Regions from separate parts of the Anser cygnoides genome. Here regions 1, 2 and 4 are each linked to region 3. The links are chromatin contacts, called in public Hi-C maps. All regions are on one chromosome and are shown on one strand. Each heading gives the region's core, a stretch centred on a gene start, on an enhancer-like site or on the middle of the called end of the contact. The rest is flanking DNA. Distances are from core to core; before and after follow the strand shown.

Evidence for each region. Hi-C and Micro-C count contacts between places; a contact is called where the count stands out from the background.
Region 1: a contact with region 3 is called in a Hi-C map of liver, with 4 times the contacts expected there. The contact joins the enhancer-like site here to the promoter of SLC41A1 in region 3. A contact is called at or near these places in 2 of 7 Hi-C or Micro-C datasets (both in liver).
Region 2: a contact with region 3 is called in a Hi-C map of liver, with 6 times the contacts expected there. The contact joins the promoter of CDK18 here to the promoter of SLC41A1 in region 3. A contact is called at or near these places in 2 of 7 Hi-C or Micro-C datasets (both in liver).
Region 4: a contact with region 3 is called in a Hi-C map of liver, with 2.2 times the contacts expected there. The contact joins the promoter of IKBKE here to the promoter of SLC41A1 in region 3. A contact is called at or near these places in 3 of 7 Hi-C or Micro-C datasets (granulosa cells and liver).

Annotation. Positions count from the first base shown.
Region 1 is chr25:4,857,034-4,863,754 of Taihu_goose_T2T_genome, reverse strand. It overlaps RASSF5 (Ras association domain family member 5), which reads right to left. Exons shown (of 6, transcript XM_066982846.1): 2 at 360-472. Among named protein-coding and RNA genes, the nearest start is that of RASSF5, 6.8 kb to the right of the region's middle. Within about 2 kb of position 1,769, at least 2 of the 3 cell types and tissues checked have open chromatin away from gene starts, as enhancers often do. A contact at or near this core is called in liver, where this site is marked.
Region 2 is chr25:4,427,079-4,433,465 of Taihu_goose_T2T_genome, reverse strand. It overlaps CDK18 (cyclin dependent kinase 18), which reads right to left and starts at 2,389. Exons shown (of 16, transcript XM_066983248.1): 1 at 2,260-2,389.
Region 3 is chr25:4,622,558-4,628,317 of Taihu_goose_T2T_genome, reverse strand. It overlaps SLC41A1 (solute carrier family 41 member 1), which reads left to right and starts at 3,903. Exons shown (of 12, transcript XM_048070911.2): 1 at 3,903-3,998; 2 at 4,437-4,518; 3 at 4,910-5,670. The coding sequence starts at 5,293.
Region 4 is chr25:4,833,001-4,838,982 of Taihu_goose_T2T_genome, reverse strand. It overlaps IKBKE (inhibitor of nuclear factor kappa B kinase subunit epsilon), which reads right to left and starts at 2,320. Exons shown (of 22, transcript XM_066983185.1): 1 at 2,158-2,320; 2 at 1,794-1,985; 3 at 222-322. The coding sequence starts at 308. SRGAP2 (SLIT-ROBO Rho GTPase activating protein 2) reads right to left here. Exons shown (of 23, transcript XM_066983177.1): 23 at 4,772-5,982.

The DNA of each region.
Region 1 (6,721 bases), core at 520-3,019, 240 kb before region 3:
AGCACCACGCACAGGCGCAGCACAGCATTTACATGCATCCCGCGCCAAAAACAAACAAACCACCTTGTTGATGGTGCTTCCTCCAGATTTTCTTGACACCAGATAAAGCCAGCTGTTGAAGTGGCTGCGTGCTGCTGTGCTGCCGGTTTAGCAGCAGTGGATTATGCGAGCAAAAGCGAGGAGCGCTGCCTGTGTCCGATCCTGTCCCTCCCCGTGCGGATCAGACCCAATTCGGGCAGGTTTTGACCTGCCTGTGACAAAACATCCCCCTGTCAAACCCTTCGGGAGCAAGAAACAGGTCGTAGAGAGATGGGGTTGAGCATCGCAAGGCGACCGCCACCACGGGGACCCCGGCGTACCTGGCTGCAGGGAGGCACGAGGGTGCTCTCGGGCGAGAGCTGGCCGGGGCCGGGCCGGCGGCAGTCCAGCTGGATGAGGCTGCGGCACTGCGGGTGGCACGTGTACCTGCAGTCTGCAGAGAGAGGAGAACACAGTGAGCACCCGCTCCCCGCTGGGGGGGAGCCCGGGAGCCCTAAGGCAGGGTCTCCGAGCTGCAGACGGGGGCAAGCAGCAGCAAAGCCCAGCTGTAAAGACCGCTCCCGCGCCCTCTCCCCAGGGAACCTCGCGTTAGGACGCTCTGGCACGGGCAATGCTCCCGCCTCGTGTCCTGCCGCCTTTCCCCGACCCGCTGGAGCACCAACATACCAGACACGGGATGTGCCCGAGCCCCACCAGACCCACACGGCCTCATGCCCCTTCCCTGCTGAGCTTCTGAGGAACGCCACAGCGCCAGCAGCAAAGCTTGGCCACGAGAGAAAGGACGCTTGATTTCCTTTTCATGAGGAAAAGGACGCTTAATTCTCCAGCGTCAAGGGGCAAACCACCCCGGTATCAGACAGAAGTCAGACTATGTCAGGTCACCAGCTGTGAACATTTCAAAGGGGGGTTGCAGTGACCGAGGCGTGGATTTACCACCAGAGTGCCCCAAAACCAGGACGCAGGTGGTGGCCGTGACCTACAAGCCCCCGGCAGGCTGCCCTGGGGCAGCCAGGCGTTGGCACAACATGTTTGCTTTGGCTGCTGCCCCGTCCTGCTGCGGGCCATTAACTAGCTCCAGGCAGGGATTCCACGGAGAGCCCTGGGATCGCCTCCTGGGGCACGCACCTTGCTCTGCCTTGGGCACGGCCAGCACCTCCTGTCCGACATGGCAGCAGTCACCCCCCCCCCATCCCCCCCAGGGTTTTTCCCCCAAAAGCCACACTCCTCCGTTCTCCCCTGAGAGCAGCCACCAGCCTCCTTCTGCTTTAACAGCCCTTCCAACCCGTTTAATGTTTAACTGCCCTACAAATGCCATTAAAGCAACTTTTTACACCATCCAAAATTCCAGTGCGGTCACTGACCTGAAAAATAAAATAAAAAAATCCCCCCCAAAGCAAGGCAAAAGAGTTGACGCAGCAGAAGGAGACAGGACTTTGGATGCTCTCGGGTGCACCGAAAGCACGCCTTGCGCTTGCTGCTGCAGTGCAGCAAACCCACGCAGCGACACCACCGCGGCCGAGCAGGATCCTTCCTGCCCCTGCTGCCCCCAGCGCATGCGCGACACGAGCCCAGCAGCACGGCGTCCCCACAGGCCTCGGAGCCCCCACGGCAGCCAGCAGCTCGTTGCAAAGCAGCCCGGGCTCCCCCCGCCCCTCCTGCTGCCTCTGCAGCACTGCGTGGCGGCTCTGTGCCGTTTTTTGCTATTTATTTATTTTTGCACTGCTCTGAGTCGCTTGGAAATCTATAGATATTTCACCAATGCCAGTAGGGTCCTTTGATATCTCCATGGAAATCGGCTGGCGCTCGAGCAAGACGGGCTCGGGGCAGCTCGCGGCCCTGGGGTGGAGGAAAGCCGGGGCTCCTGCAGCACGGGGACAGGAGGAGCCGTGTCTCGCGGGGAGCAGGGCACTGCTGGGGCCCCGTGGGGACAGGAGACCCCCCTGGTGCTCTCCCAAAAGAGCCAGCACAGCTTGAAGCATGAGATTCCTTTACTGCTGTGAATTTCACATCATCACGCACCTTCCAGAGCAGACCTGGAGCGGGGGATATGCCTCGAAGCTCCCGGCAAAGGACTCGCACATGCACGTCTGAGCCCCTCCAAAAACCAGTAACGTTGACACCAGAACAGGAGTCCCCTCTGCAGGAAAACCCACATTTTCCTGTATTCTACTTATTTTTCCCTCCCTTTGGCTTTCAAGTCATTGCTTTTGAATGTCTCAGGTTTGCAGGAAAGCAAAGCAATGTCCCACCTTTGCTCCAGCAACAGGGATTCCTGCTCAGCCCCACGAACGCTCCCACGCGGGAATGCCCAAGAACAGAGCTGGTGCCTGGGGGCAGAGCATCGCCTCCAGGGGAGGCAGGGGAATCGTTTCTCATTCATCTGGCACCAGCTGTCTGTCATTCTCCTCTTCCAAGTCAGTTGTCTCAAGTAAGCCTGGGGGAAAGCAGGGAGCCTTGCCTTTTTTTTTTAATTGGAGATAAGCTGAGCAGTTACATGGTAATTTAATGCATGACCTTCTGAGCAACTGAACCAGGGGACATTCACCAAGTCTCTGCTGGAGGTGCCAACCTGAGGGGGCTTCAGGTGCAGCCCCCCCTGAGCACCCGGCGCCAGCAGAGCAGGGCTCTGGGTCCCTGCGTGAGGCCACCAAGGGCTGTGCTGCTCTCCTTACCCCTGACCAGGAAAAAAAAAAAAAAATTAACCATTCCCTGCTGCCTATTTTATCCAGGATTTTCAGATTTAGACAGCTTGCCCCGACCACAGCCCATGGGGCAGGAAGGCTGCAGCACCTGCACGCGGCGAGGTCCGAAATACGTAATATTGACCACAGAAATCACAGCTCCCGAGCACACCTCCGGATCGGGCCCATTGCGGGCAGGCATTTCTTTGCAGGATTACAGCACGACACCTCCTTAGTCACCAGCACCTATTAGCAGACCTAATCACCCCGTATCTGGCAGGGAGCACTAATTTTAGAAAGCCAGCACAGCTTTAGGAAGCAGCCACGTGACAGGCTTGCCAGGAGCCACCGAAGCAGGATGCCTCCACTTAGGCTTTGAGATAATTTCTATTCCAGTCGAACAAAGCAACACTTGGAAAGGCAGTTTCTTTTTAAAGGGAAAAAAAAAAACAAAAACCCAAAAATGTGATCCCAATATAGAAAAAGAGAAACACACACAAAAAAACAAACTAGTGGCTGAAAAGAATTTCCCTTTATCCACAGATAAAGTTTCTAGGGGAGATAAAGCTGGATGGTGCAAAACAGCCCCATTCATTTAGTCCTAAATATAGCTCTGCAGGCACCCTGCCCGCCCCTGCCCCCCAAATGCCCCAGATGCTGCGGGGCATCCTTCAGCCTAATGCTTCTAAACTGTTTTTTGGCTGAAATCTGCACTTCCAGCAGCGGCGCTGCGGCGCGCGCTAGGCGGAAAAGCGGCGCGATCAGAGAGGACACACCACAAAACAACCCGTGCGATGTTCAAATCAATCTTGAAATTGCAAGAATTATCTCAAAGCTCCAGTTCCTGGTTTGCTGAGGATCCTGCCACTCACGGAAATAAAAAAAAAGCAGAAATCCTCCCAACATCAGCAAACCCACAAAAACGTGGGCAGGGAGATCTTGGCCAGCACGACGGCTGAACGCCATCCGCAGCACACCTGGAGCCTTCCTGTGCTGAGATTTTCTTCCCTTCATCCTCCAGCCCCGAAATCCCTCGGGCAGCTCACGCACGCGCGTTTGGAGCACGCCACGCACGAGGTTTGCCTTCGTGCTCACCCGGAGCCACCCGACGTCACTCGGGGTAACCTCAGCCGAGGCTGCAGGATGTGGCCCTGCGACCTAACGAGAGCTGCGTGTCCCCTCCTGGTGGGCAGGATGGGATCAGGGCACCTCCGCAGCCTCCACCCAGCGCATGCAGGAGAGGTCCTGAGCTCCTGGGAGGCACCGAGCACCTCCCGACACCCCCCGCTGCAGCCACTCAGCCCTGCCTCTGCCCCGTGCCTGCACCCAGCAGTCGAGGGCTGAGCAGGTTTGGGTCTAAATCAGGTTTTTCATTTTTCAAAGCAGGTGGAAACTGAGGGAAGGGTTTCGCCTGTCCAGACCCGACCCTTCTGGTGACAGTAACTTGCCCAGGGGTCCCCTGCACCGCTGCAAGGCCTGGAGCACAAACCAGCTGCCAGGCAGACGATGCTCTTGGGCCAGATTTCCCAGGGAAGCCTCTCTGGGGGCTCCAGGAGCAGGGCCAGCACCTTTCCCACCACGCTCCTTTGTGGCAGGTTCAGGGCAGCCCTGCAGGAACCCCATCACACCTAATTAGCAGCAGAAAGCCATCACGCGGCAGCTACAGACACATCCAGACCCAGCAGCGCACGGTCCCCTACCTTTCAGCAGCAAGACCTCCCTCCTCGGCCGCTGCAGCCCCTCCGACCACGACTTCGACTTGGGAAAACGCCCGAAAATTTTGCGGATTCGCTTCGTTACAAGCCCGAAGCAAGCGGCTGCCTCCGCTTTCCCTCCCGACATCCTTGCGAGAGGCGACCGAGCACTCCCCGGCCAGCACGGGCAGCACGGGAGAGGTGCTGGGCACCGCACGAGCTGCGCCTGCTTCCACGAGAGGCCTTCCTCCCGTGGAGATAACGCATCGACATCGCCCATTTACAGCCCGCTGCTGTTTGACGGATATATATATTTATTTATTTTTTTTAACAAAGAGGCAATGCACAGCTTGGGGCTGGTGCATCTCTGGGCTTGTCCTGCTAGCCATGGAAAACTTTCTATTTCTGGGCCTTTTTGCTTGATAAGATAAAACAACCCAAGGGAGGAGATTAGAGCCGAGAGGGAGCGCAGGACCCAGCCGCACACGGGAGGTCTCGCTCCGATCCCCTCCCTTCCCTTCGCTGCCTTTCCCCTGCAGTTGTCTAAAGCCTCCAACGTTTAATGAAGTGTTAGATTAAAGGAATACACCGAGGTTAACTGTATTTATAATTTTGACTTGAACTCTGCAGATGTGTAGCCAGGTTTTAGACCGATGCCGCTGTTCTTTCACAGCATCCATCGGTTATAACTGCGCTGGGTGTTGAGTGATGGGGTGGGACAGGCACCCCCTAACAGCACGTTTTAAATCCGTCACTTACAGCCTCTCATTTAGAACTGCCTCATCTCTACTCAGAGACCTTCTCACAAACGGGGCAGCTTTCCCAGCATCCTGCGCCACACATTCTTCCTGTTTTACCCCTGGAGTAACACAGATGAAAGTTCCCAAATTTCCCTAAACATCCCACCAAGCAGGCAAGGAGGTAACACAGGGGAATTTCTTGCTCACCCCTCGCTGTCCCAACCCCTTGAGAGCCTCCCCACGGCTACACGCATCCCTTCGTCCCACATCCAGAGCAGCAAGCTCAGCTAACCCCACCGGACCAGGAAAAGACAGGGGGAGAGAAAAGCCCCTGCACTAACCTGTACAACAAGAGCCGGAGCTTTTCCTGGTGTTTCTCTCCATAAATAATTCCCAAGGCATCGGGGCTGGACCGAATGCAGCCGGGACGATGACCCCAGAGACCTGAGCTGCCCCCCAGGAGCCAGGGCAGCTGCTGCAGGGCCCGGGGCAGGCCCCAGCCCCTGCCCACACCTCCGTGTCCCCCGTAAGCGACTGCCCTGCTCCGGGAGGTGCGGGCAGGATGCGCCCCGTGCCCGCCCCCAACCCTGCAGCACCCAGCCAGCACCCACCCCAGCCACCTGCGAGGGCGAGCAGCCTCAGGAATCTGTCCAGGCCAGCTAAATGCAGAGAAACGCAACACGCCGTGGTTCTGTGAGCTGTTAGCGATCATTATTTACAGTGGTGAGAGCAGAGACGTGACAGGGCGTGGGAGGACGTGGAAAACATGGAAAACCCTCGGGTCCTGGAGAGCTACGGGTGCAGAGCCCCACGCCAGCAAAGCTGTGCTCCTTGAGAGTGTCCCCACCTGGCAAAGAGCTCCTTATCTTAAGCAAACACCTACTCAAGAACCTGCAATGTCAGAACTGCAGTTTACCAACTAGAAAGAGAAATGCCGTGCGTTTTGCCGGCTGCCTTCTTGAGGAAAGGGGTCCTGATTCTGCAGTGCTTGGACACCAACTGAACTGCGTGGAGCCATAAGGGGGCTTCAGACCACTGATGCAAACCCAGACACGTGCTGAGGCGCTTTGCTGAGCCAGGTCCACGTTGCAAGATGGATCAAAACCTGACCTCAGACACAGAGACCACCAGGAGCTGGGGGCCCCGACCCCTCCTTGGAGCAGCATTTCACAACCGGCCGTCCCGCAGGGCAGCGCTGGGTGCCTGGGGCGGTTTTCTTATAAAAAGCCCTTTGGCCAACAGCACCCTATTTGGGTAACATCCCGGTCATCAGAGGTACGAGCTCCATCCTGTCGGGCCAGGAGGGCATCGAGCCCCAGCTGCCAGCCGGGCCCTGCTGGGGCCCCCCCAGCTCCCCGCAGACCACGAGAGCAAACACGCAGAGGTGGCTGTGGTCACTCCGAATGCAAGAGGCACGCCCGGCTTAACCCACCTGGGCCAAGGAAACAATTCCACGGGACTTGATAAACACAGCCCAGGAAATATGTGAGCGGTAACTCACACCCTGAGCTGCCCGGAGCGGAGAGGCCACGGCGCAGCCCTGCCAGCACAGACACGAGGCCGGTGA
Region 2 (6,387 bases), core at 1,140-3,639, 190 kb after region 3:
CATGGGTTTCTGTCTCACCAAGTGGCTGGGGGCACCACGTAGGACAGAGCAAAAGGAGGGATCCTGCGCACTTGGGAGGTCAAAATTCAGCTCCCTTACTGCCACAGGCTCCCTGCCGCACCCGGAGCAAGCCGTTTGTCTCTCCACTTTCCCATATGCAAAATGAAGCTGCCTTCATCTATCTTGTCTGCTTACAGTGCCAGCAGCAGAAGGCCAAACCTGCAGGGCCGCCGTGCCCAGCCGTGCCCAGCTGTGACAAACACAGCGACGGCGGCAGTGAGTGCACACGAAAGGCAGCAGCTAAAGATTTAAAATAGCTACTTTGGAAGCCAGGAAAAAGGGCACGTCTGCTGCATTTCGGTCACCTGTAATGCCTGGCTATGTGACACCCTCGCTTCGCTTTGTCACGCTCTTGCCAGCGAAGCCTACGTGAAGGGTCCATTCAAGGGACCACAAAGGGAGCTTGTTTGGTGAAAGGGACCTTCAGGCGTTGAAACGAGCATTTTAGCACTTCCATGCCTAGCTCTGCCAGCATCCCAAGGCTCTACAGATCTCAGGGAGCAAACCTGCGAGAACAAAACAAGGTCAAGTGTTAACAGATGGAGACTCAGACATGGGGATACAGCAACGGGTCCAAGGTCAGAGAGAATCCACGGCACGGCCAGGGACAGTCAGATCGCTGGAGCGCTGCTCTTCAGCTGTAACATTTCTGCTCTTCCAAGCAGTTAAGAGAGAAGGAACACCCAGTCATTGCTGGGGAGGTTATTCCACTACTGATTTATTAATTATCTTCATTCAGACCATGTGCATAAGTCTGGGCGCCTGGGAACAAATCTGAAATCTGCAAACCCTCCCATCAGAAGGAAGTGGTCCTGCAGTACAGGCACCAAAACCAGCACAGAAATCTTCTGGCATGACAGTCAAAGAGAGTCTGAAAATCAGAGCAAACTGAGAGCTGGATGCCTCACACACAAAAAGTTTCAAGGCCATGCCAGCTGTTGAACCAGGTTCCCAGCTTCCATCCCTGCCTCTTCCTTCTCTGCACCTCGCTCTTGGACGTGTCGTGTCCCACCGACGTGCTTGTATCTCCCAGAGGACAGGATGCTGCGGACTATGAACGCACTTTGAGACCCGTGAGTGAGGCACTGCCGGTGTGTCCCCATGCCAGTAACTGACCGACTGCCACCACAGCCTGGCGTTTGCATCAGGGGAACCCTCCCAGGATCACAGGAACTGCCTCGGATGACCTCTGCACGGCTGGGGTGACCCAGATGCCCTGTCACAACCGCGTGAGGCTGGAAGACAAGACTCCGCTTGCATTTACCCCATTTCAGCTGTGTGTTAGCACGCATCGCAGCGCTACGTGCTGCCCCGTTACCACCCAGGAGGAAATCAAAGCAGGACACGGGTCCTGTCTGAAGGCACTGGCCCTTTCACAGACCTCATCCATAGCACCACCTCTCTGCCTGCTGCTCATCCAAAGCTCTCCTCCCCCCCCCCCCCCAAACTCTTCCAACCCCAGCACACCGCTCACATGGTTCATTTGGTTGATGCAGAGCACAAAAAGCCCCTCGCCAGCAGCCTCAGGCCCACCTCTGATGCTTTCTCCTTTCAGAGTTCGTGCCACCATCGCGCCCAGCAGCCTGCAGGCTCTTTCCAGTTTATTTTCACTGAGAGGGGAGCTGGTTTGTCAAAGGCGGACTGGCACGGGTGCTGGCATGGCAGGGGCACCAGCTCCCCGCAGTCCTGCCTGGGGGGAGCTCCTTGCTCCGCACCCCGGGAGCTCAGCAACAGGCGCCTCGGAGGGACGTGGCCGATAGCGACGGGCACAAGGCAGCAGTGCAAGGAGCACGCCGGGCAGAGCGTGTGGTTCCTGCAAGCAGCCCCGCGAACTTCCACACCGGAGCCAGCTGCGTGGCCCCCCGCAGCCTCCGGGCCTCCCTCGCCCCCCCCCCCAACCTGTGCTGGGCCCCCCAGCGAGCAGCACACGCTGGAGGAGCTGACTGGGGGGAAATCACCGAGCAGGGCTCCCTAACCCACGCTCAGCACCGAAACGCGCTCAGGGATCTCCTCCAGCAGCGGGCAGACCGCTGGAAATTCTCGCCGCGCTTGGTCCGAGCTGAGCCCTCCCTCACCGCGCCTCCAACTTCTGCCGTCCCCTCCCCAACAGCCCCGAAAGCAGAAGAGGGAGCCCCAGCCCCCGAGCCCAGGCTGCCCGGCTCGGGGTCCCCCCCCAGCCCGGCTCCCCCCGGCACTCACCGGGCCGCGGCAGCGCTGCCTCCTTCCTCCTTCCTCCGCCGCCTCGCCGGGGCCGGGGCCGGGGCCGGGCGGGGGCGGTGCTGCGGGGCCGGGCTGGGAGCGGGGCCGGGGCTGGAGCCGGGGCAGCGCCGGGGCCGGAGGGGGAGCGGGGCCGGGGCTGGGGCTGGGACCGGAGCGGGGCCGGGGCTGGGATCCGGAGCGGTACCGGAGCCGGAGCGGTGCCGGTGCTGGAATCGGAGCGGGGCCGGTGCTGGGATCTGGAGCGGGGTCGGTGCCGGCGCTGGAACCGGAGTGGTGCCCGCTGGCGGTGCTGGAAGCGGAGAGGTGCCGGTACCGATGCTGGTGCTGGAACCGGAGCGGTGCCGGTGCTGGAAGCGGAGCGGTGCCGGAGCCGGAGCCGGAGCGGTGCTGCCGCAGGACCCGGCGCGGTGCCGGTGCCGGTGCTGGCTCCTCCCCGCCGCAGCCCGGGGCCGAGCAGAGCCCGGTCGGGGCCGTGCCGGGATGCTGCGGGCCGGGAATTCCCCCCCCCCCCACCCCCCCGGGGCTCTTCCTCCTCGTCCCGGGGCAGATGCCCGGCAGCGGGGGCAGCCCCGAGGTGCCGGTGCCCGCTGCAGGGCGCCCCCGGGACCCGCAGCCTCCGCCGAAAGTGGCTGCCCGGTGCAGGGGGGTGTCCGGGGGAGGATGGCTGCGTGGTCCCCACCCGAGGGCAGCCCCGGGAATTTCAGGCTCCGACACTCCAGCGAGGCTACGTCTTTAGTGGCAGCTTCACCTTCCACGCCAGCTATTTCTTATTGCCTTATATTTAGCCAAACATTCCCCGTTTGCCAAAATTAGACGGGCCGTGGAAATAAATTAGGCTGACTGGAGGTGCCAACGTTGTCTGTCTGAAACTAATTAATTTCTTATATCCCCAGCTATATTAATCCTCGCCCTCCCTCCGCAGACCGACCTGTCTGTCAGCAGAGTTTTTGTAATTAATGTGCTTTATGCTTAGATCTGAGGGATGCACAGGAGGTTCAACGTGGCTGGGGAAGGCAGAGGGATGCAGCAGGACACCCGTGCAGGGACGGGACAAAACCCATCTGTGCAGGCACCCAGAGGCCAGAGCAGAGCTGATGAGGAGGAAGAGAGGAGGCACAAGGTCTCTGGGGAGAAATCCTACCCCAGGAAGTATGTGGGATCTGCTCCTTCCAGGCAACGTGAGTCCACAAGGAAGGCTGTCCAGAAGAGACAAATTCGGGCTCATTTAGTTCTGCTGCTGCCAGAACTCCTTTTTCCCATTTCCTTTCTGAACGTGGGAGTCCTGGGGGACTTGTTGACTCTCATTTGCTATATTAGAACCATCAACTTTGCTGGGAGACACTCGGAGGAGCGGGGAAGTGGTTCACAGATGGCACTGCAGAAATGTAAGAGCTGAGCCCCCATGGAGGACCGGGATGCTTTCCAGGCTGCTCAAAACTCCCTTTTATTTCTTCACTTAAACCTGTCCCATGGCAACACCCAGCTAAAACATGAAGCCTTTAGTAATGCTTGCTCTGCCTGTGGGGCAAAATACCCGGCACCAGCTCATGTCGGGGGCACGTGAGCCGAGACTCAGCCGAGCAGGGCTGAACGAACGAGCTCTGGACTGGAACCGCCCCCCAGGAGCGGACTTCAAGTTCGAGGCACGTTGCCCCGAGCACAGCTGGGGCTCGATGACTTTGCAGCAGGGACAAGGCACCTTCTCCTGTGCCAGGGGGCGAGCAGCTTGTTCCTCACGGCCCCACCTGCACCGGGAGATTCGCATCCTTTGCTCTGCAGGGCCTGGGGAGCAGCAGCAGAGGATGCAGCCCCGGAGGTGCAACGTGCAGGCTCTCGGCATGAAAGCCTGCCCTGCCTTCACCCCTGGTCAATGTGTACCCGGTCATGTGGGCTGCAAAGTCAACGGCAGCTCTGGGTGACGTTGGCCATCACGCTCCCTTTAGGGCACCGCCTGCAAAAACTGGCTCGCTAGCTGCATTTGCTACAGCCCCGCGGTCCGGATGCGCTCGGCATGCCCCCGGCTGCCAGCCCCAGCCCTCTCCTCCCTTTGGAGGGGTGCTGGCTCCGGGGTCAGATGTCTCCAACGCTTCTGCACCGTTCCCAGCGTGGTGCAGCCAGCGGCACAACAACTGCTGTGCCATTCCAGCCCCACGAGACCACCTGGCACTGCAAGTCCATTTAAAACAGAAAGCCGAGGAGATCCCCAGCACAAGCGATGGCTAATTAAGGAAAGGAAGCCCCCGGGCCGGAGATGGCCAGAGAGCCCAGCTGTGCAAGAGAAACGGGCAACGTGCAAAGGGCAGGAACGTTACACGCAATTAGCGGCGGAGGCACGAGCTGGGCGGCTGTGTCACACGGACTGCCATCGGTGCGTGACGTTCCTCATAACCATAAATTACAATAATCACCGTGCCGAGGAAGGGATCGCTGCAACCCTGACAGGGATGACTTTGGGAGGAGGATGTGGAGAGGCAAAGCAGGCAGCTGAGAGCGATTCCTAGACCCGTGTGCTCCAAGGCTTGACGGCAGAGGAGCTGCCTTAGGGGTGACGGGTGCCAGCACGTGGGACAAGAGCCCAGCACGGCTCCCAGGCACAGAAACACGGTACCAGCGAGACTTACACTGCGTAATGGGGCTGGGGCCGGTCCACCAGCAATAGCCCAAAGCAAACTGCCCCTTAATGTATGCTCTGTGAAGGGCAGCATGGGCTGAGGTCGCTGCTGTTGGACTTGGCATCCACCGGTGGATGCCTCTGCCCTAGGCAGCAGTGCGGGTGCAAGGCAGTGCCTGCAGGGCGTTTTTCAAACATGCCAACTTAATGGCTGAGCGAAAGGCAGGCATGCTTGCTTCTCGGGAGTTTTTTTCTGAAATTACTTCGGGCTCTGTGGTTGTTGTTTTCCCCTTTTGTATTGTCACGGTGAAATCACACAGCCTCGTATGGTTCCGGGAGAGGGGAGAGATCAGGGGTGAAAATAGGCTCGCTGCAGTTAGGAGTATTTTATAAAAAAAGTAGGACTGTCTGGGAAACTCCAAGGCTTTGTGTAAGTCCATGGTTGTGCTCACCTCAGCTCATGCCGGGGGAGATTTTGCTCAGCAAATCCTTGCACTTTGCATTTCCTAGTGTGTCACTCTCCTGCTGCAGCCAAGCGAGTGCTGGGTCACACTCTCCCTTTTGATATAAATCGCATCTCTTGAAGACACGTGGGCTGTGCTTCCCACCTCTGCAAACAGCTCCTCAGCCCAGCTGCGGATGGGGCTGGGGAGAGGAAAGAATTGGGGTGTGAAGAAGGGCAGCAGGCAGGGAGGCTCCATCCAAATGGGCACAGCAGCCGGATGCTGCACCCAGGGGAGCCGTGATGCATGTAGCCCAGGGTGGTGGCCCTTCTCTGCATGCCACTAGCCTCACTGGCCTCCCCTCCTGCAGCCCACCCCCGTAAAACACACCGGGTGCAGTGCTGGGCTGCGGGGCCGCTGCCTCTGTTTGCAGGCTGCAGGCAGTGTGCAGGCGGGGTTGTTTTTCGGGAGCGGCAGGGAAGGCTGCGGCATCCTGAGCAGCATTTTAATCACGGACCCAAGGGGTTTGGTAGGGACGTTCCTCTCCAGAACCTTCCCTGTCAGCAGACACTGCTGCAGGGATGTCGGAGAGACCACCGCAAGCCGAGGGGCTGGCACAGCCTGGGGGTGATGGGGAAAGCACATCCCAGCCGTGCAAGACCAAGCAGAGGGTGCCAGCCGCCACTGTCACCCCTTGACCCCGTGCAAACCTGTCCGAGGACGGGGCCATGGGAGCACTGCAGGGACGGACACGGCGCTAGGGCCAAGGCAGCGCTCGTCTTGCAGAGCTACGCCCTGCCCCAGGCATGCTCCCTGCATGGCTCCCAGCCAGAAGCATTAAATCCTCTCCTTTCTCCCTCGCGGTGAGGCCCCAGCGGGGACACCGCATCCAGCCCCGGCGCCAGCTTCGGGAGAGGGGAGGGAGAGTGCCCAGGGCAGCTGTGGGACGGGCAGGGGGCTGGCAGACCTGCCTTAGAGGGGACACGGCCAGCTCGGGATGTTCAGCTTTGACTGCAAAGGGCTGAGCAGAGAATCACAATCACAGAATCGTTT
Region 3 (5,760 bases), core at 2,654-5,153:
GTTATCAGTAGCCCAGTTTGAGTGTGTTAATGTGTTCCTGTGTTAAGTCAGAGCAACTTCCTTCTTCACCTTTGTAGCCAAGTGCACAAAGCTGCCATTCTTCTGACAGCAGTTACTCAAAGTAACAGCTCTGGAGCTGGCCAGCCGCAGCAGCCTGCTTGCTAGCAGCCCAGCTGATTGGGGGTCATGTGGGTCTGTACTAGGATGGAGAGAAGGTCACATTCCACACCTGCATTTTCTAAAGAAAGCTCTGTTGCCAGCATCTATTTAAAAGGGCCTGGTTTATTTTGAGGCCTGAGTGACCATGGGGAGTTCAGGCACAGCGCTGGAGGAGAAAGCAGGAACAAGGTGTTTACAGAGTTGTTTCCTCCCCTCTTGTCTATGTCACTTGCATTCTTGGCTCCTCTTTGGCTATTTTGTTTGGTATTTCATAGAACTGGTGAATCCATTCTCTCGAGCAGGTGCTGTGAAAGCTCAGGCCGTGCTACCAAGCTCTAGTTTTAGCAGTGGCACAGAGCGAGATGTTCACTGAGGAGCCTGGAGTATCCCCGGCCGCTACAGAGAAGCTGTTCCTCACCTGCAGCTCAGCCTCTGACCCTCAGTGCCGACCTTCAGCAGGCTTCAGGGCACAGATCCTTGCACGGATCCTTGCCGACGTGTGCAGTCCTCATTTGCGGCTCCCCTGATGAGGCTGGCACGCTGAAGCCTTTACAGGCACGTGTTTGTCACTTTGGTCCCCGAGTTCAGGCCCTCACGATAACTGCTTGAAGAAATGCTGCTGCCGTGACCTCTGAGGGCTCTGGTACAGCACCGAGAGATGTTGGCATGCAAATACCACTGCTCGTAGCAAGGCCTAGAGGCATTCAGCAGCACTGCCCGGGGAGTTATTGTCCTTAGCTGAACGCCACAAGGAAGGCTGTGTCATCGTGAGTTGCCGTGCGGGGGGCTCGGCTCCGCTTTCCAGTTCCACAGCAGAGATAAAGAGCTCAGCGTGGCGGGGAAGGGAGGGACCTGCCTCGCGCAGCAGAGACCGCTCCGGCTGATTCAGAGCTGGGAGGGGGGGGCCCCAAAGGAAGCTGCAGTCAGGTCTCAGCAGGAAGGAAAATGACCACATGGAAGGGTGGTTAATGTGTGTGTGGGGGGGGAGACAAAGAGAGAATGTGCTTCGTCCTGATGGATTTACCTGCGTGTTGCTCCAGGCCTGGGCAGGGGGATATGAGAAGCGACATGCAGGCTGTGAAATACATCCCGGGTGGCTTTTCGCACATCTTTTCTTTTATAATTTTAATCCACCATAATTGCGTGATTTACTGTCGGCCTGTAAACGGTCAGATCGCTTGAACGCTGTGCCTGAGCTTGCACTACAAAGCCAGCCACATGGAGGAGCCTGGCTGCAGTTCAGTTATTTAACTGAGCAATCAAAAAGCTCCTTCTAGCTGGTGGCAGTAATCCTTTGCTTGGTGACTGTGCTGACTCTGTCAGTGCAGAGGCTCTCTACAAGCTCTCTGTCCAGTTACCACAGCTACACCGGGTTTTTTTTTCATGTTTTCTGTTTGATAAAGATGATTAGAGAGAAAAGCAGCAGCAGGCTGTTATCACAGACTGATCCAATGGCCTGAGTAAGGGATATGAATTCTTCCAGAAAGCCCACAGGAAAGAACCAGAAGGTTTTATCCACGTCCTAACTATTTTAGTTGTGCTGCAGTCACTACAGCAGGCATGTACGTGTCTAACCTACCTGTAAACCTACTGGCTTACCTCCTGGTCTTAGTCTCGTGTCGGTATGGGTCTGATTTCAGCCCGCCTGACAAGCTGTGGAAGTACTCAGGAGTGGTAATGAGCCCCGGAGCACTTCTGCCTTTCCAAGTCACTTGGATAATTAAGCAGTGTTATTACCGTACTGCTCAGTTTTCAGACACCAGCATCAATCCAGTGTCTCATCTTTCGGGAAGTGGAAGGATCTTTGTGGAGCAGGATGTAGTGGGGAGTTGAGGTGAGTCTCCTTGATCCATCCCAGCAGCCTTGTGATGTCAGTCCTTTTTTCGGCCCCATCTCAGAATATAAATGAGCTTACAGCTTACATCCGGAGCAAAGCAGCAGTGCGAGGCGTGTCCTCGGTCCCTCCGTGACAGGTGTCCATGCTATCGCTGGGGCAGCAGCTGTTGACACAGGAACCGCTGGCCTCCCGGAACGCAGGAAGTGAGGACTTCCAGCTCCCCTCCGCCAGGTGCCCTCACGTGGCAAAAAAAAACCAAACCCTAGGGACGTACCTGACTGGGGGTGACCTGTGTTTGCTGCAGCACACACAGCGTGCGGGTGACACGCGAACGCAGCTGCAAGAGGTGAGCATTTGGGCCTGGGGAAAAAGGATGGTGATGGGTTTTGTTTGTTTCCAGGCCGGTAAAACAGACCTTTGTGGCTCCCAGGTCAGGACCAGATTAGGGTCAGCTTCTGATGTCACCTGCCTTCCTGAACTGCTTTGCTCAGGACTGACATCTGTAGGGGTAAGTCGTTATCCATAATTACTTGGTCTCAGTTTCTGTGTTGAGATTCCTGGTTACAAGAAGTTAACAGCTAGGTTCCCCTGGCATCCTTGGTCAGAGGTGGCTGGGACTCGATTCAAGTCAGCATTTGGATCTGTGACAGACAGCGGTGGAGCTAGAACAGACAGCAAAGGGTCTGGACTTCTTAGGACACTGTCAAACTCTATGATAGGTTTTTATTTTGAATGACTTTGGCCAAATCACTTTGTTTTGCTGGATCCTTCGATGAAAAGGCGAAAATTATGCCGTACACCTTTGGGCCGTTCAGGCCAAAATTGTGCTCTGTGGCAGCGTGGCAGTGCCAAAGTCATGTGGCTGCTGTAAAGCACACGGGCACGCGGTTCCATGACCTGCTGCAGCTCAGCGCTGAATTTTTTCCTTTCCGAGGACTCATTACCTTTGGTACCTGCTGCCCCGCAACTGGAAACCCATTTCCTGCCCTTTCATCCTCTGCCTTTCTGATCTCTGCGCGTCAGCGAGCTGGTGGGGATTTTATCTATTTCTGTTTTCTTGTCTCATGCGGCTTTTGTCTTCACGCTTCCACTTCCTGAGCGTGCAGCTGGCCGAGTGTTAATCAACAAGGTCACATTTTGGTGGGCCTTGTTTTCGTGGGGGTGGGGAAAGAACGGCTGCTCCGGGGGAGGTGTGGATTTTCCGAGTCAGGAAGGAAAGATGAAGGCGGAAAGAGAGCCTTAGAGCCCAGGTTTGTTTGGACAAAGGAAAACAGAGGGTAGGGTTGGAGACGGGATTTGGGACTGCACTCCCAGCCCGCTGCAGGAGTGTGGAACTGCGCTGCCGCTTTAGCGAAGACATCATCTCTGTATGTCCCAAGTTTTCCTCTGTGTCTCTTTGTCAGTGCCTCATCAGGAGGTCGTGAGGGTTAAATTAATGCCAGTGCTCGTTATCCTCTGAAATACTGCATTCAAGTGGCCCGGGCAGCAGCAGACAGGTACAAAACCCAGTGCGCTTCCGCCAGTTACCGCAGCGCGGTGAAAGCAGCACTGCTGCCTGCTCCGGGAGCTCGGCTTTCGTAGGGGAGCCTCACTGCAAAGGTGTGAGGGCCTGAGGCAATGGGGACACCGCAGTGGTTTTATCCGAGCCACCTTCGTGCTGCTTTGCTTGAGCCCAAAATAAGGAAACCGAAGGGAAAGGGGGCGCGGGGAGCCGCCCTCGTTCATTCGGAGCCCCGCGGCGCAGCCCCCGCCTGGCGGGACAGCTCGCGCCATAGGCCACGCCCCCCGCGAGCCGCGCCCAGTTAAGCCCCGCCCCTCCGTCGGGCGTTCCCTCCCCTCTGCGCGGGCCGCAGCGCCGGGAGGAGGGGGCGGGGCCGCGCGTGACGCCACTCGCGCCCGGACCAATGGCGGCGCCGCGCGGCGCGCGTGGGCGGGGCCAGCAGTGGCGGGCGGTGATGTCAGGGCGCGCCGCGGCGCGGGAGCGGAGCGGAGCCGGCGGCGGGTGCGGAGCGGGCACCGGGCGGCACCGGGCGGGCTGGGGCGCGGGGCAGTCCCGGGCCGGAGGGCTGGGGGCCGGGCAGCGCTCCCCGGGGCCGCCGCTGCACCCCCGGGCAGCCGCTCCCCGGTTGCGGTAGACCGGGGGGGCTGGCGGAGGCTTACCGCTGCCCGGTGGTGCTCGGGGCTCTGCCGGGGCTGCGGCAGCCAGGCGGGGCGGGGAGCTCCGGGCCGAGCCCGTTGTCCCCGGGGGGGGGTGGGTTCGGCCCCCGGCACCGCATCACGGCCCCCCTCCCGGTGCCTGCCGGGGCTGCGAGGGGAGGCCCGGGCAGCGGCGCGGCTGCCGACGTGTCGTGTGTTGGAGGGGGATGCTGCGGGATGAACGGGGCGCTGTGCCGACAGCCGCAGAGCCCAACGGAGCGTTTTTTTCCCCCCTGTGTTTCAGGTGAAGGACGGGCTTCTGGAGAGGGATGTTAGGTGTGAGGCTGTCCCGATGCCAGCTCCTGCCCCGCAGCCTGCTCGGCGCAGTAAGTAACCTTAACTGGGAGCTTGCTGTTACTTTAAATAAGAGCTCTTCTTGCCTCGCGCTGTAAGGTGAGAAATCCTTCTGGAAGAGGAGGATGGCTGTGACACTTGGAGCTTGCTAGCTTTGCTGGCTGTTCTGGCAGAGAGCGCAGAACAGGCTGAAACGGAGCAAAAGCCCGCAGGAGCCTCCAGACTCAAGTTCTGCGGAGGAGAAGTGCTACCGGGGAAACTAACAGAGCCCCGGTAGTAAGAAGAGCTTTTCTGGATTGGGGGAACTTCGTCTCTGAAAGCCAGTCCCTCTTGTATCTACCCCCTGGTTCCTTTAAGCTTCCCTTTTCTTCCGTGGTCTTTATTTCATCTGTTTTTCTCTCTGCCTTGTGTGCCCCATCACAGCAGTCTGCTGGAAGAAGACCTGGAGAAAGATGTGCTAAAGGGTCACACATCGAAGAAGAAGAGCTTGGATCCCATCTCGGTGGCTGCTGTACCGCACGGCGCTGGAGGGAAGGAGACCTGGAGTGAGCTTGCTGTAGCTCACAGCTCCTACTGCGCTCTCTGCTAGCTCAGTTGTTGGTGTCCCCCGTTCCTGGACTTTGCTTGATGGGGATCTCTGCTGCGGGAGCAGTCTCTGCACTCAAAGGCGGGCGAGCAGGGCTAGGAGAGGTGGCCTCTAGATGCTGGAAGGGCCATTTGTGTAAGGCCCTGGCCAAAGATCTCTCCTGGAACAGCTGCTGGCTGTAGGCCCACCGAGCCGAGGGTCAGGAGAGCCTCTCTGCAGCATGTCTGCCAAGCCGGAGCAGAAGGACTCCCACCAGGCCAACGGGGCTGTGCTCCCCACGGTGCCCATGAACTGCCTTGCCAGTCCAGACCGAGGGCAGCTGGTGGAGCCCTCGGATTTCCTGGGACCTGACGGTGTCGGGGTGGAAGTGGTGGTGCTGGAGTCCCGCGCCAACGCTAAAGGGGTGCGAGAAGAAGACGCCCTGCTGGAAAACGGCAGCCAGAGCAACGAAAGCGATGACACCAGCACAGACAGAGGTCCTGAGCCAGCCTCACCGCTCAAGGAGACCTCGTTTTCCATCGGGCTGCAAGTCCTCTTTCCGTTCCTCCTGGCAGGCTTTGGGACTGTTGCTGCTGGAATGGTGCTGGACATCGTGCAGGTAGGACTGGTACCTCCCCGGTACGATGCTGGGCTCCGAGTCCCATCTCTATAGACCACAGCTTGCTCCCGAGCCAGGGGATACTCAAAT
Region 4 (5,982 bases), core at 1,071-3,570, 210 kb before region 3:
AAGCGGCCCTCACCCCACAGCGCTCTGCTGGGGGAAGCAGCCACGGGAAAAAAATGAAAATAAAACCCAAACAGCCCCAGCACTGCCGGCAGCTGCGGCTCATGGGATGGCGAGGGCGAGCGGAGCATCCCCATACTGCGGGGCAGGAGGGCTGGGGCATGGGGGCACCGTGGTCCTGGGGTGGCCGCCACCCCCTATAACCCCCCCTGGCACCCCCTCACCTTGTTGCGAGCTTTGTAGACGGAGGCCGTGGCACCCTGGCCCAGCAGGTCGTCCGTGCTCCAGAGGTAGTTGGGGGTGCTCTGCATCGCCTGCACCGCCGCTGCGGGGAAGCACAGAGGTCACCCCGGCGGCTGCTCGCATCCCCCTGCCCGGCCCCACCACCATGCCCGTCCGTCCGTCCGTCCGTCCGCTCCTGGCAGTGCACGGGGACGCCGACGGCCCAGCATGGCCCTGGCAGGCAGCTCCCAGCCTCCTACCTCGCCGGCGCCGCTCTGCGCAAAGGGCTGCGCATGAGAGGCAGGGACGACGCCGTTGGTTCTGCCCAAAAACCACCCGGCCGCTGGGACCTGTTTTGCCGGCAGCAAAACACTGACAGATGCAAAAAAAAAAAAAAAAACCACACACACAAAAAACACAACACAAGCAAACAGAGCTGTAAGGTGGAGGGAGGCACCTCCCCGCTGCGAGAATAGAAACCTATGGGATTGCAAAACTCGCTCTGCGAGAATCAGCTGCGGCTGGAGGAGGAAATGCTTCAGCTTCCTGCTCGAGAAAAAAAAATTCCCAGAGTTGCAGCCATCCCCAGGCCGGGGCTGGGACAGCCTCTGCTGAAGGCAAACAGCGCTGGGCACCGGCCAGCACCCAGCCCTGCCTGGGGCGGGCAGACGGGAGGCAAAGGCAGAGCAGGATGCGTGCCCAGGGGCTGTGCTCAGCCTCCGTCAGCGGTGCCAGGCTCCCAGGCACGGTCCTGCCGTGCCTGTTTGGTGCTGAGGGGTCAGTGCTGGCCCCAGCTGCACGGGCTGCAGTATTGCACGTGGGGACGTGCTCAGGGTGGGCTGCTGGCACTGTTCTGCTTACGGAGCCACCGGGTGCTCAAAGCCCCACCAGGGGCTTCTCCAGAGCACAGAAGCCTGCAGCTGCTGGTCTTTTTCCAACTCTTCTCCATAGCTCCGTGAGGAGATGGATTTATCACGACCTGTCCGTCTCCAAGAGCTGCTTTGCAGAAGTTACAGGTCCCAGAGGCTTCCCACACCCAGCTGCAAGGACAGCTCAGCTCCTCCGGCCCTGCCCCAAAACCTCTCTGCTTGTGCAAGCCCAGCGTGCTCCCGGCAGCCGAGCCACGCCGCGGCTGCCGCACGGCTCCGGCGGTGCCCACGCACCCTGGGACCACAAAATTATCCATGCAACCACGTTCATTCACCCCAGCCTCTCCTGTTCCCCGGGGGTGTTCCTGCAGACCCCAGCTCCAGCTCCCTCCCGGCTGTGCCAGCACCGCAGAGCTCAGCAGCTCCCTGTCCCCGCAGGAGCCTTTGAGCCTGCCCCAGGTAAAGCTGCCCCAAAGAAGCGCAGAGAAGGCGAGAGGAAGCAGGTGCAGACAGAGCAAACAAGGCTGCCTCCCTCCCCAGCCGCAAACCCTCCCCCCATGTGTGTGAAGCACCAGATCCGGCCCGGCCCCAGCGCCTGCAAACACTGCCAGCGGCTTTCGGCAGCGAGCAAAGGGCGGAGGGGAGATTTCGGGGCATTCCCCAGCCCCGGCTGCTCCCGAGCTGCACCTCCAGCGTCGCTCTCACCGTATTTCAGCGATCAAGGAGATCGAGGACTTTTCGTCTCAGCAGGGAAAACCAAGGGAGGCCGTGGCGGGGCTCAGCGTCACCGGCCCCACATGCACACGGGCTCGGTCACGCAGCAACGCTTCAGCGGTGCCTCCGTGGGGTGTCCCCAGAGAGGGGCCAGAATTAGCCCCAGATGCTCAGATCCTGGCCCTGCTGGGGAAAAAGGCAGCGGGGAGGGCAAGGGGGTCACAGCCCAGGCCTGGAGCTGATGGATGAGGGGTGCACGGTGCGGGATGGGGGGTGCTCAGGGCACCCTGCCACTGCCTGCACACCCGGCTCACTTTCCCTGCTCACTTTCTGGCTTCCAGTGCCCACACCTCACCTCGCCCAGCCTCAGCACCAGCAGCCCGGGTCCCTCTGTCAGGAATTTCTTTAGGCTCACGGGGATGCGTCTAGGAGCTTTCCTGGCGGAACGAAGCCTGCATCAGTGTTTGAATCTGTGAGCACGAGATGCGTGCAAAGAAAGGATGCGATGCTTCACTGCTCTGCACACAAACCCTGCGCCTAACTCGCTCACTAATTACGGCCGAGCTTCGTTTCGCAGCCACGGGAGAGGCTGCCCCACAGCCCGCGGCGCGGTGCTGAGCCAGCAGGGCCCGGCGGCGGTCACGGCGGCCGCAGAAGCGAAGCGCCGCATCGCCGAGATCAGAGTCACCTCACTGCAGCTCAGCTAACGGGAAGAGAAAGGGACGGACGACTTCGCAAAGTCGTTTCCAGCCTCCTTTGAGATGGGCTGGGGACGCTTCGGAAACCTTTCCCCACGCAGAAAAAAAAAAAAACCACAGCTCGTTTCTCGTCTCAGGCCTGCACCAAAACCGCGCCGATGAGCGCCGTTAAGGCCAGGAAGAGGCGAAGTGAAACCCGCCGAGGGAAATGCCGAAATTTCTTCCCGAGCTGCCCACGGGCACCCCGCGCCCCTCGCCTGCTCCCACCCCGCTGCTGCCCCCCGTGGGACTCGGCTCCCTGCTGCAAAAAGAAACCGAAAGGGAGGCTTTAGGGCCATAACCCCCTGCCAGGTGTTTCTCAGGTTTCTGACCCGCACGCGTGGGTTCAGCTTTCACCGACAATGAGCCGAGCTGGGCTGCTGATGGGTAAAGGCAGGCAGGAAATAACTAAAATACTTTATAACGCCCCAAAAGGATTATTGTCGGTTGTGCAGCAAGGCTCCTCGCAGGAGCAGGAAGGGAGCTGGGAAGGGAGGATTTGAGCAGGAAGGGAGCTCAGGAGGAAGGGATTTGAGCAGGAAAGGGATTCAGGAGGAAGGATTTGAACAGGGAGGGAGTTCAAGAAGAAAGATTTCAGCAGGAAGAGGGTTTGGAAGGAAGGATTTGAGCAGGAAGGGAGTCCAGGAGGAAGAATTTTAGCAGGGAGGGAGCTCAGGAGGAAGGGTTTGAGCAGGAAAGGGATTCAGGAGACCGGATTTTAGCAGGAAGGGAATTGGGAAGGAAGGATTTTAGCAGGAACAGAGTTTGGAAGGAAGGATTTTGGCAGGAAGGGAGTTCGGGAGGAAGGGTTTTAGCAGGGAGGGAGCTCGGGAGGAAGGGTTTTAGCAGGGAAGGAGCTCAGGAGGAAGGATTTAGCCATCAGCGCCTGCTCCAGGCGGGGGCAGCAGAGCCCCACCGATGCCGAAGCTCCCGCAGGGATCCGGCCCCGCGGCGGGGGGGGTCGGGGGGAGCCGCGCCCTCCCCGGGGCCGCAGCCCCGACCCCGCTCCCCCTTTTTTGCGCTGAAGGTGGGGGGGGAAAGGAGACGATCGGAAGGGGGCAAGGGTGTTACAGCATCCTCCTCGGCGCTGCTGGAGAACCACAATCGTTTGTCCCTATTATGTCCCTCCACTTCCTAGCTCGTGGTTATTAAAAAAAAAAAAAAGAAATAAAAGCACCCCTCAGCCTGCCCCCTGCAAATCAAGGGGGGCTCAGGGAGGGGGCTCCCCCCTTCTGATCCGTTATCACCCAGGGGACTGATCCCGGAGCCTCACGGGTGGCCCAGAGCAGCCCCAAAAAGTGGGGGCCTGCAGCTGGAGGTGCCCGGGTGGGGGGCACGGGGCGCGCGGCTGCCCCCAGCCCCGCTGCTGCACCCCAGGAGTCGGGGGCTCGGCCAGCCCCAGCCCACCTCCAGCACAGCACATCTGGATTCAGCATCAGCCGGGCTGTAATTAATTAATCCCCTCAAACCTAAACAAAGGGAATCCAAAATTACAAGCCCCTGACAACAGTTTCTGGGCCGCGTTCTGAAAAAGGCACACTGAAAAGCGGAGATGGGGGAAAAAACGGTAATAATGTCGGTGACCCAATCCCTAATCTCGATCTTAAATCCTCTTTCCCAGAGAGGGTTTGAGGCCCGTCCTCTCCAGGAAAATGAGGAAGATTATGCGTTTTGCAATCAGGTCATTGCAAGGCAAGTTCATGCTCTGCCGAATCCTGTTATGAGGTGTGTGGGGGCCGAGCAGGAGCGGGGCTGGAAGCACACAAACGTTTCCTGGCTGCCCCCCGGCAAGCAGAGGTGCCCACCGCTGGGGAAGGAAGGAGCCTTGGGAGCCAGGGGCTGCAGACACCACCCATACCCATCCCTCGTGGCAGAAGGGATCCCCACTCGGCTGCAAAACTGCACCCAGCATCCCCGCCACTGGTATTACTGGGGCACGCTTTGGGGTCCAGAAAAGGCAAGGCTGGACCACGCTCCTTGCCCACTTTATTCAAGTGCCCCGGCGCTGTGAATGGTGACATGGATTGCTGGATCCTGCAGATTCTTCCTCACTTACCAGAGCCAGCGATAATTCACACACCCTGCAAGGCCCGAGGCTGGTGGGGCTGCAGGGAAGGGGCACGCAGGCGATGCTCATCCCTGCTCCCCCTCGGGCACACGCACGCTCGCTCGCGGGCACACGCGCTCACTCGCACACACGCACGCCGCACATCATTTACTGGCGCCCATAGGTCAGTATTTCCACCATACCCAAAACATTTATTTCTCCAAAACTATTGCTAATGACAATGGATACATTTTGTAGCCCCAGTATGGATTTAACATTTCCAACACGTATACTCCTAATACTGTACAATACTGTACCAAAAGGAAAAAAAAAAAAAAGGATGTACCTCCATATTGTACAGTTATATATACAAAGTACAATTTTACACAGTTTAATATATACACCATATATATATTGGTGTAGAAGACATGAAACAATGGAAACTGTTTTAGCAAGAACATTCCATCCCACCAAACAACTGCTGTTAATAAAAACCAAAAAGCCAACGCACCACACGAGCCTGAGCCCACTATTGCAGGACTGAGGTTTCAGACCAACAAAGAACAAGGTTTCCAGACTTTGCAATCGAACTTTCTTACATTACAGTAGAACCATGACATCGCTGCTATTCTTGAAAATGCATCAGAGGTGGTTTCAACGATTGCCCTATTTTGGCTACATAGAGCTGGTCTTGTAAAGAACCTGCCGCTTACAAGTATTGCTCCAGCAGTTTGGCACACTCACGAGTCCAGTTCCATCGGACTTCATTTATTCGAATTACAGGGCTCTGCCTGGAGAGAAAGGCTGGTGAAGTCCACTTCAAAAGTAAAGTTACAACAGTGCCTTTAAAATGAAGGGTCCGTCTATTATTCCCATTGCAAACTGCTCAATATTTACCCTGTACGAAGCGTGGTATATCAAGTATTAGCGCAGTCGGGAGCTGCCCTCCCTCTCCGCCTTCGCCTCTTTTTGGCCCATATTCGAAAAACAACGCTCTCGTCTCTAACTACGTTATAGGAAGCACAAAATAGAACAGAAAAAAAAAAATCTTACATTTTCCAGGCCTTGAACTGCTGCTTTGGCATCTCTTTGTCCACCAAAATAGACTCCGAGAGCCAAGCCTGGAAAGCGCTCGCTCTACCTCCCGGCGCCTCGCCTCGGGCCTTGTGCGGGCGCAGGGCAGCGGGTCAAGTATTCGTTTCAAGTACCGGGTTGTTGCACACATAAGAGACGAGCAGAAAAGCTGATCCGGAGAGAGGATTCTTAGAAAGTGACGTGTAAACTCAAACCCAAAAGTTCAGTCCAGCCCGCCAGTAAGTGCTCAGCATTTCCTCAGGCCTGCAGGTCGGGAGCGTTCTGCAGGGAACGTTTCGGCACGAGGGAGCATCGCTCCCCT